2 separate regions of the Sus scrofa genome follow, and region 2 is linked to region 1. A link is a contact called in public HiChIP or PLAC-seq data. All regions are on one chromosome and are shown on one strand. The core of a region is the stretch at or near the end of the contact, and the rest is flanking DNA. Distances in the headings are between cores, read along the strand shown.

Region 1 (4,995 bases), core at 1,013-3,512:
GAAAGAAGGGGTACTAGACTGAAAGTGATTGGTTTTCTGGCTTTGGACATTTCTCCTCTAGAGGTGGGGAAGAGGGAATTGGGTATCTAAATGGTTGGGGTTAGAAATGTGAGAAGCAATAGAAATCTGCCTAAATATTGGAAGGGCTATGGGAACATGGGGAAAAAATGGCAGAGGACAAAGTTGCATCTGTCTGGGATTCTTCCTTTCTCATCCCTTCGGTTTGCACTCCTCACACTTGTCTGGTTTTCAGGGTCTCTCAGAGTTGGAGGAAGTTCCTGATTTGGAGAATGGTCCCACCGTGACTAGCACAGCAAACAGAACGAATGAGTGAACTGGCAAGGGGAAGAGTACAGGTGCTGCTCTCCTACCCTACAGAAGCGTTCTCCAGACACTCCTGCACCCCATCCCCACAGAACTCAAACTAGATGGAGTCCCTTAAGACTTAAAAAGGAGTTCCCTTGGTGGCTCAGCAGTTAACGAACCCAATTAGGATCCACGAGGATGCAGGTTTGATCCCTGGCCTTTCTCAGTGGGTTAAGGATCTGGTGTTGCCATAAACTGTGATGTAGGCCCGTATGTGGCTGGGATCCCACGTTGCTGTGGCTGTGGCCTAGGACCGCAGCTGTAGCTCCGATTCTACCCCTAGCCTGGGAACTTACATATGCTGCTGGTGCGGCCCTTAAAAAAAAAAAAAAAAAGACCTACAAGACGTTTGGTGGAGTGCCTTCAATTTTCAGTCAGACCAGGGCCCCATTCTTTTCCCTTCCCTTCTGGAGACAGCAATACCCAGACCAAGTCTTCCATCACCTCACTACCCTAAAAATCTGCCCGCCTGCAAGATATCCTTAAACAGCTATCAGCTAGACTGATTTCCTCCCATCTGTCCTTACCCTCCTTCCAACTTTTCTTTCCTTCCCACTGCCTCCCAGTACAGCTTCACATTTGCCTCATCTCACTATTTCCAAGATTTCCAACTTTCACAGTCCCAACCACTCCAAACCCGGGTTTCCGTACACGCCTACTCTCTGAAGTCAATTCACTCGTGCTTTAGTTCTCAGTCAGAGGCGGTTCCTTTCTACTCTAGCGGAGACTACAAGTCCCAGGATGCCCCGCTGCCCCGTGGCCTGCTGGGAAATAAAGAGCCTTTCCTCCGCGGTGGGGGCGCTGTGCATCTGCTGAGTGACGCCAAGCGCTGGAAGTCAGGGCCTAGCCGAGAGTTTCCTCGGACGCGACCACTGGCCCCGTGTGCAGGGAGGAGCCGGGCGGGCTATTCTGAGAGGGGCCGCCACCACCCCAATCTCGGTAACTGAGAGTTGACTGTGGGTCCACAGTCCTCCCTCTGACAGCTTCGGAGACGGGCAGGGGCGGAGGGCTGGCCCTCAGCAGAGCTGGGGTTTCCACAGATGTTGTCGCCGTGCCCCCTCCCACAGTGCCCAGGTTCAAAGTCCTGAGACTTGGAGCGCGCGCGAGAAAGGGGTTGGAGATGATGAGTCAGAAGCCCAGGGCCCTTTTCATCCCCCTCCCCCCGGGCCTAGGCGCCTGAGGAGGACGGGCTGGCCAGACGGGTGGATGGGGCAGGAAGAGGAGGGACACGGCGACCCGACCTAAGGCTTTCCCGCCTCTTGCGAGCACGCCGGTGTAACGAGCCCGCGTCGCCGCCACCCTTTCTCTCCAAGGCGGGAGCGGGACTGCGCAGGCTCAGCCTCTCAGCAGCCCCGCCGACCTTCGATCCCGGCTGCTGAGGTGCGGTTGCTGAAGCTCTGGTTGCGCTCAACCCCCACCGTTTATGACCTTTGCAAATGTGCAAAGATGACGAGCTCAGGTGGGCTTGAGAAAAGCCCAGGAAAACTGGGAGCACCCAGTTGTACCAGCCCGACAGCTTACTAGCCGCTAGAGAAACTAGAAGTTGACCAGAGCTGCATTACTATGAGAACTCACCCCAAATTCACAAAGTGCCCAGGATGGGTGTGCGCCTCACACTCATTTTTGTTCCCACTTGAGAAGGCTTCTTTCCCTAGAGAATGCTGCTTCTCCGGGCTTAGCCAAGCCCAAGCACCAGTAAGGAAAGAGCGCAGCCTGGCTGCCTTGCCCTGACATTGCAGTGGCGCCAGGGGCAGCTCCTTTCTGTTTGTGACACCTTGGGAGTGGTAATAGTCGCCCTATGACAAGATTGTGTGAGTATTTGTGGGTGGGGACAGTTCTGGGATTAGGTTCTGAAATGGAGAAAACAAGATCTGGGCCTCCCCCTTCGCCGCCTCCTCCCAATCTAGAATAATGGAGAGCTCATGTGTGAAGGACTCAAAATAATTTTCTTAAAACTCAGAAGGTGATAGTAGATGAGGAAGCTGAGGGTAAAAATCAGCAATTCATTCCAAATAGAAGCAGCAGCTTTTAGTGATATAATCAGATGTCTAGGAGTTGCATTTTACTTCTTGGAGAATTCAGTCACCATGCAGATGAACCTTATATCAGTCAGGTTTGGTGAGATTATGATGTGGTAACAATGCCAAAATTTCAGTGCCCTGAAACCTAAAGCCCCAAAGGTTTAGGGAGTCTGGCAGGGTACTCTGAACATTGTAAGTTACGCAGGTACCCAAGCCCATGGAGCACTACCATTTTGAGATCCTACCATGACACCATGAGACTAATACCCCTCACCACCACCAGCTTGCCCAGTTGTGAAGTAAGCATGAAGAATTGTTCATAGACTTTTAAATGTTTCTGCCTCAGAGGGATACATATCACTTCTGCTCACACTTCATTGGCCAAAGCAAGCCATATAGCCATATCCAACTTCAAGATGGCCAGAAGGGCAATCTTTACATATGCCTGGAAGGGGAAGGGAAGCAGAAATACTTCATTAAAGGAAGAGGAGGTAGCCATTTGCAGTGATTTGTTGAACAGCTTAGCAGTTGGTATTCATCTGTTCCAGCAGTTATGCGCATATCTACTTTGGTTTTGTTCTTTGGTTTTGTTCCACTAAATGAAGTTCTCAATAGAAACTCCCCCCCCCTCCCCCAGGATAATGGTAAGACTGGGAGACAGGAAATTTGATGTGTAAGTTTGGGCAAGTCAGACCTCTATGAACTACATTTTGCTTAAATGGAGGTTATAGTATTTACCCTCAACCTAACTGGAGGACCAAGGCTCAAATAAAATTACACATGAAAAAAAAAAAAAAACTTTAAAACTGTTAAACACTTTGGAGGTTTTTCCGATAGGGAAGAGGAGTGAAGCAGATTAGGTATGAGTTAATAGGGAGTCATAGGAACTATGGAAAACTAGAGGAGCCCACATTCTATTTAAAGACTTTAACCCAATTCTACCCAATTATTCCCATGTGGGACTGGGGGCTTGGTATTGCCATTGTTCCAATTTTCCTATAAAGGTCAGAAATTCTGACTTTTTAAATGTGAATCATCTGATTTTAAAATGCTGAGGCAGTTCCTTTTGTATATGAACCTGACTGATATCCATGAGGATGTGGGTTCGATCTCTGGCCTTTTTGTTCATTGGGTTAAGGATCCATCGTTGCCTTGAGCTGTGGTATAGGTCAAAAATGCGGCTTGGATCTCACGTGGCTGTGGTATAGGTTGGCAGCTGCAGCTCCAATTGTTGACTCCTAGCCTGGGAACTTGCATATGTCGGAGGTGCAGCTCTAAAAAAAAAAAAAAAAAAAAAAGTAAATAAAATAAAATGTTGATGATTACAATTTTAAAAATCAACAGATTCGGCCTATGGTCCTTCAGTTATTGTCTCTCATTATACAAAAATAAGCTATAAATTCAGGTTTTGGATGTGCAGTTCTCGTTGGCCCTCAAGGCTTCTAAAATTCAAATCTTGAAGAGATTTAACATTAGGTTCTCATATTGGTTATCAGGGAGAGGGTATTTTGCCCCCCAGGGTTTATTTGGCAGTTTTTGGTAGTAACACCTTCAGGGTAGGAGGAATATGTAAGCAAAGGAGAATCAGATGATAAGTTGGAAGATCAGAGATTCAGTCCCAAAGCTCCTAATGCTCCTTTCCTGTGCATTATCCTCTGCCAGCTGCTACTGAAGACTGTTAGGCTTGTCCTGTGGTCCTCATTATACACCACACACACACACACACGCACACGCGCCTGCACGCACACACACAGCCAGAGTTCCTGGCTGCTCCATGAAATCATTCTGCTTTGCTATAATGCTTCCCAGCAATCATTGTATCTACCCCTTCATCAGTTTGGCAGCCTCTGTGGAAGTCACTCATATTTTACTTGAATTGCTGCCCGTTGAAACGTCACAGAAAGAAGTGACTGGGACAAGGTTACTGCTGACGTCAGTTTTTAAAGGTCTTGACCCCATCCCTTGCTGTAAGCACTGGAGAAATATGTGGTTTTGTATGCAGCTGAATTCTGTGGTGGTTGGGAAATTCTCCATGTTGATGAATTTTACCCTCATTTCTTTGAAATTCAGTCATTTATTCTGGCCTCAAATACATGATTATGGACAACTGATGACATTTCCCAAATGGAATATCTACTTTTGCAGATGGTTCAGGTTTTGTGTCCTGGGCTGTGTCCTCTGCTGCCATCTTGTGGTCCCTTTGCTGCCCTAGTGGCAGTCTCACAAAGAGCCTTCTCACAAGGTAATGGCGTATGCCAGTGGCTTAGTTGGAGAAAGAATCAATGCTTGCTCAGGGGCACGCCCCAAATCCCTTCCCTGCCAAGAGTCCACCCAGGCGGTAGCACACAGGCTTGGTGCTTCCACCAGCAGACAGGAGGCGCAGGTCCCTTCAGGGTCAATCTCAGCCCCTTGGGCCTCTATGCAATCCTGGATTGGAGCCACCAAAATCAGTAAATTCAACTACCCAGGAATAATTGGAGCTGACCTCGCCTGCTTGGCCCAATGAATGCCCCAAAGACTCTCACCACTTGCCACACAGGCCTGGGATGTTCATCATCTCAGTGAGAGAAGATGGTTACTCCTTCAGGTTTCTGGATTTCATTTTTCT
Region 2 (5,074 bases), core at 1,086-3,585, 39 kb before region 1:
ATTCCCAGCCTCTAATCTCTCCATTATAATCTGTCCACTTCATATCTCCCCCAAATGAACACATCAACACACACTCCCTTGTAGAGACACACACACCAACCACACACACACACACATCCACTCTTAGGTAAGGGCTTGCATTCTTGGAGAAACTAGCATTTAACCACTATAAGCTACCTTACTTAACAAAATAAACCTTTCTAAATTAGCACAGATTAAAACTCCCAGAAAGGAATAACTGGATCCCAGATCCCAAATCCAAAATCCCTCACCCCATAAGCTCAAAAACTTTCAATGACTCCCTTTTTCCCAATGGGGGGAAAAAAAGCTCCACTCCTTTTTCCCCCCAGGAGTTACTCCTATAGCCAGCTTAATTTATATGCCACTTCCCAGTTGTGGGTACCTTTGATTCTACCACCTGTTCCCCAATTTGCTTGAGTATAAAGAATGTAAGACTTGGTGAGGTAAGGTTCAGATTTTCAGTCAACACGGGTAGTGGATGAGCTGTGTTTCAAACAAGTGAATAAAGTTGACAATATATCCTCAAGAAAGTTTCCTAAATTCTGGCCTCAGTAACCAGCCTCTGGGCAGCATTTACAGAGCCGACACCAGGGGGTAGCAAAATCTCGCTCTCACGGTTCTCAGCACTAATTATAGGGAAGCTGGAGAGTCTGGAGGACTAGAGGGCCCATAAACCATTGATGGAAAAGAGCTCCAGCTCCCTGCCTCTAACTCTGCTGGGAAGATGGTCACTGAGGTTTGCTGCCCTAGATTATTTTTTGACGCTGTGGAGCAGAGGAATCTTCTTGCTTTCAAGAAGAATGAACACTTTCTCTCTCTTCTTTTCCAGACCCCGTGGAGTGGAGAAAGGGTGGAGGTTAGCATCCTGAGGAGGTGAGAGAAGAAGCCCAACACCTAGGCGACCCCCGCCCCTTTCCCCCAATTCCACTCCCCCCACCCCACCCCACCCCTGCCTCTCCAAAGACTGCCCTGAGGCTCTGGCCTCCTGGCTTCGTAGGAACTACTGTATCCACTGCACGACGTTTTCCAAACGTCACCCTCCAGCCCCGCAGCGGCACTTGCCTTCAAGTCCACTGCGGAGTCTATTCGGCTTTCCGATCTTCTCAAATGTCCACCCTTTGGAAGCGCCCCTCCCCATGTTCCCCACCCTTGCAGGGCTTCCCGTTGCCAGCTCAGAGGAGAGGCAAGGCATCTCCCTCCTATGCCTAAGGCTCCCCTAGGCCTCCTGGGGGACCCTCGCCAGGGCTTCGTTTCCCATCCAGACGCAGCGGAGGATGGTTGAAGCTAGAACTTTCTTAACTAGCCTGCTCCTTTGTCTACTGCGTCAGATAGCCATCCCCATCGCCCGGAGCCCTAGCGGCCTTGGGAAACTCTCTAACGCCACCCCACAAGAAGGAAGGGTCTGGCATCCAGTATTGGATCACGGGGCTGAATGAGGATCCGGTGGCTTCCCTCTGCTAACTAAGGGAGAGATCGGGGATGCGGAGGGCAAGGGGCAGCGAGGAAAGAACTCAGAAAACGTCCCCCGGAGTGCACGCCTTAAGTGGAGGATCCTGATCCTGGGACCCTGCGCGCATTCAGCCTGGACGTCCACTCCCCTCCTCAAGCCTTCACCCCAAGCCTTCACCGCTCCCAAATTCCCCCACGCCCCCGCCCTCCCCAGGCAGCACAGAGGAGCCCATTGTCGGAGCCCGAAGGCTCGAGGCTGGAGGAGATGGGAGGGGAAGGAGGAGGGCGGACAAGTCCCTGGAGAGTGGGAGGAATCCCCCGATTTTCCTGTCCTCTGTTCCACCGGAGGCGGGCAGGGGCCTGGGGGATGGGAGAGGGGGGTCTCTTCTGAACTCCAGGAGCTGCCGAAGTCTGGCAACGGAGGGGAGAGGAGATTCCCGGGCGAGTTAGAATCTAGAGGCTTCCGGCCACCAAAAGGCTCCAGGCCTAGGCTGGGGACCCCAGGGAATTCACGCACGCTCCAGCCTTTGGACTGTCCCTTGGGGAGACTAAACTGATCCCTTAGGGAGCGCGGCGGTGGCGGGAAGAGGGGCATCCTCGGCGGGACGGGCCTCCGAGGGTCAGGGTCCGGGCTACGGACTGGAGGGCGGGGCGGAGAAGGAAGAGAGTTGCGGGAGAGCGGTGCAGATCCGCTGGGGGCGTCGGGGGAGAGGCCAGAAGCTCCGCGCGGGAGTGGCAGTCCCGACAGGGGGTCCAGCGCGGAGGCAGAGGCGGGCACTGAAGGGCGGGGCGGGGAGGGGCGGCCGTCTCGACCCTCCCTGGCGGGGCCCCGCGGCCTGGGAGCGCGAGCGGGCCGAGCCGCCACCGCGGCCGGAGCTGTCCCCTAGCCAGACCCGGCGAGACGCGAGCGGCGGGAGGGAGGCGGCGGCGCGCCCGGCCCCGCCCGCCCGCCCCAGCGTCGGACGCGGCCCGGAGCCGAGCCATGGTGAGTCCCCCGTCGCAACCCTGTGTCCCCTCCGCCTTCGCGCAGCCCGCTCGGGATCACCAGTCCCCTGCTTGGTGCCTCTTGCTCCTTCTTGGAACTCTTGAGCGCCCTGGGACTCTCCTCCCTCCCATCCCCCCTTCTTTTCTTTGATCTGTCTGTCTGCCCCACAGTCTGGCTCTGTCCCCACTGGGTATTGCCCTCACTCCTTTCTTCCTCCTTTTCTCCGCCCCTCCCCCAACCTTCCATAGGTCTCTCCCCCTAAATCCACACACCTCCTCTCGCCCTCTTCGGTCCTGACCTGTGCCTTCCTTTGCAGGATCTTCCCTCCCCCTCCCGGTCCCAGCTCCTTACCCGCGGGGGACCCGTGCGGGTTCGTGCTGCAGCGGCCCTAGAAGGGGCCCGGCCTCGGGTCATGAGAACTGACCTGCTTGGAACCACCATTTTCCATCCCAGTCCCCAGGCCCGGTGAGCCGGGCCCACCCATCCGGCCCTGGGGGACCGCCACAGCTGTGGCTGGGCTGGGGCCAGGGACCTGGCCAAAAAGGGAAATTCCCGCGGAGAAAGCGAGGCTGCCTCAGAACAGTGGACAGAATGGGGAGGGGGGCTCACAGTGCCAGGGGGCGTGACGCTGCCAGATCAGACAAGAGATGCGGTGGGGGCGAGGAGTTGCCCCTGAGCTCACGCTGCAGGGAACCGAAGCGCTGTCTCCAGGAGTCGCAGCTGCAGAGGGAAGGGAGAACTGACGGGAGCTCCCTGCAGCCAGCTGGGGACCCAGGCAACAGCAACTCAGGGCACAGGAATCAGGAGAGCCCTGTTAAGGGAAGCCCATACCAACCGGAGTGGACACTATCCTGTGAACTTTCACTCCAAAAGTACTCTCTGAAGAGTCACTGCAGGTGTGGGCACTGCCAGGGAGAGCGCCCACTGCGGGAGGGATTGGGGGGGGCGCGGCCAAAGGGGCGCTCACAGCAGGGAGTGGAGCGGGAGAGGCCCTGCCAGGGGGCGCTCATCGGAGGGAGTGGAGGAGGGGGAGGAGCACCACCCCGGCTGCTTCTTTACAGAAGGAAGGGCACCCCCTGGCCGAGAGGCTGGAATGAGAAGAAAGAGGAACCGAGCCAGGGAGAGCTGACTCAGTCTCTCTGGTCTCCTCTTTGGTCCCGGCCGGCTGAAGGCCCGGTCTCTGAGCTCCTGCCCGCCGCCTCCCACCCCGACCCCTCCTCCCCTCCTGCCGCTGCCGTTTCCTGTGGCTGAGACTCTCGCTCAGCCATGAGCTCACCGCCCCTAATGGGTTGCAGCTGCCTCGCTGCTCCAGCTCTAGCTCCCCCTTCCAGGCCTCCAAGCGGACGGCCCACTCTGCCTCACCCCCCGCCCATCTCCACCCTCCCCCCACCCACGCTCCCAGCGCTGGCCGGGTCCCCGGAACACTGGGGGGTCTGTCTGCTCGCCCACACACCTTGGGGCCGGGTCTCTGTGCTGACGCACTGACTGTCGGTCTCTGGACTGGCCGCCTCGCTTCTCAGTCGGTCTGCACAGGCGGGCAACACTCTGGGCTGGAGGGACTCAAAGGAAAACGTGCAGTTTTGTCCTGAAGGCAAAGGCGGCGGACGGCGGGGTGGGGGTGGGGAGCAAAGGGGAGTAGAGAACTAGATAAACACTTCACTGGGCAGTTAGAGCAAAGAAATCTGATAAAAGGAATTTCAAAGCCACCTTGTAAGAGAAATAAGTTTGCAAAGGAATAGCCTGAGGGGTGGTTGTTTAGGGTGTGAAATGGAGAAAGATATCCAGTTGTTTCACTTAGGGAAGTGAGTCTGGAGGAAGCAAGGCTGACTTTTGAGAGGGTGGCTCCCAGTGCAGGTTGGCAGAGAGGCCCTACAGAAATCAGAAAATGTTTCAGTTCTAATACTTACCAGCAAGCCCTTCTCCTCACTTTCCTACAAGTTCCTTTTGTGACTTTCTCCTCTTTCAACTGTCCCCACCCACCCAGGTCTTTGTAACCCAATCCCACATGCTCTGGGAATGGGTGATTGCTTTAGAGCTGGTCTGGAGAGGGAGGGCGGGTGCTAGAAAGACTCGAAGCAGATAGCCCTTCAGTCCACCTTCTTCCCACCCAATGACCATCTCTAGCATGTGATTGTTCATGGGTGATGACATCTTCCCTTAAAATGGGGGTTCCTGGATAGTAGGCCCTGTGAGCAGGGACTTACTTGTAGGATGGCTATAAAAAAGGGCTCCACCCTCCCGAGCTGAGACATCAGTGACTGTCCTGATGGCGAGGGGCCTATTTCTTCCTGAGGAGGGCCTAGGCAGTCGCTCCAATTTACAAGAAACAGGTTCGGCCCAGATCAGACACATTCACGAAAAAGTCTCCTCAGATCTCCAAAGCCAAGGTCTCCGAGCTGACTGGCTCAGCCCCAGTCTCATCAGCCAGCATTTCCTGCCTGCTGTCTCTCTGCACATACTTTCTATGCAATGGGGCCGCAGGAGGACTCAGCCAGCCTCCAAGGAGCCATGCATGCTTGGGTGATCTCTAGGGATCTGCAGCCTCCTCTTGTCTCTCTTAGGAGCCTGAGCCAGTGGAGGACTGTGTGCAGAGTACTCTGGCCGCCCTATACCCTCCCT

The links. HiChIP or PLAC-seq counts read pairs in DNA pulled down with a chosen protein or histone mark.
Region 2: an H3K27ac HiChIP or PLAC-seq map of skeletal muscle shows a contact between it and region 1. The contact joins the promoter of ARHGEF40 here to the promoter of ZNF219 in region 1. A contact is called at or near these places in 1 of 5 promoter capture datasets (liver), 16 of 47 Hi-C or Micro-C datasets (brain, embryonic fibroblasts, epiblast stem cells and 8 more) and 2 of 2 datasets of contacts at active chromatin or transcription factors (alveolar macrophages and skeletal muscle).

The regions. Positions count from the first base shown.
Region 1 is chr7:78,025,827-78,030,821 of Sscrofa11.1, reverse strand. ZNF219 (zinc finger protein 219) reads right to left here and starts at 2,262. Exons shown (of 5, transcript XM_021099309.1): 1 at 1,942-2,262. It overlaps TMEM253 (transmembrane protein 253), which reads left to right. Exons shown (of 9, transcript XR_002345950.1): 7 at 254-1,305.
Region 2 is chr7:78,064,807-78,069,880 of Sscrofa11.1, reverse strand. ARHGEF40 (rho guanine nucleotide exchange factor 40) reads left to right here and starts at 2,335. Exons shown (of 26, transcript XM_021099307.1): 1 at 2,335-2,455; 2 at 5,017-5,074. The coding sequence starts at 2,453.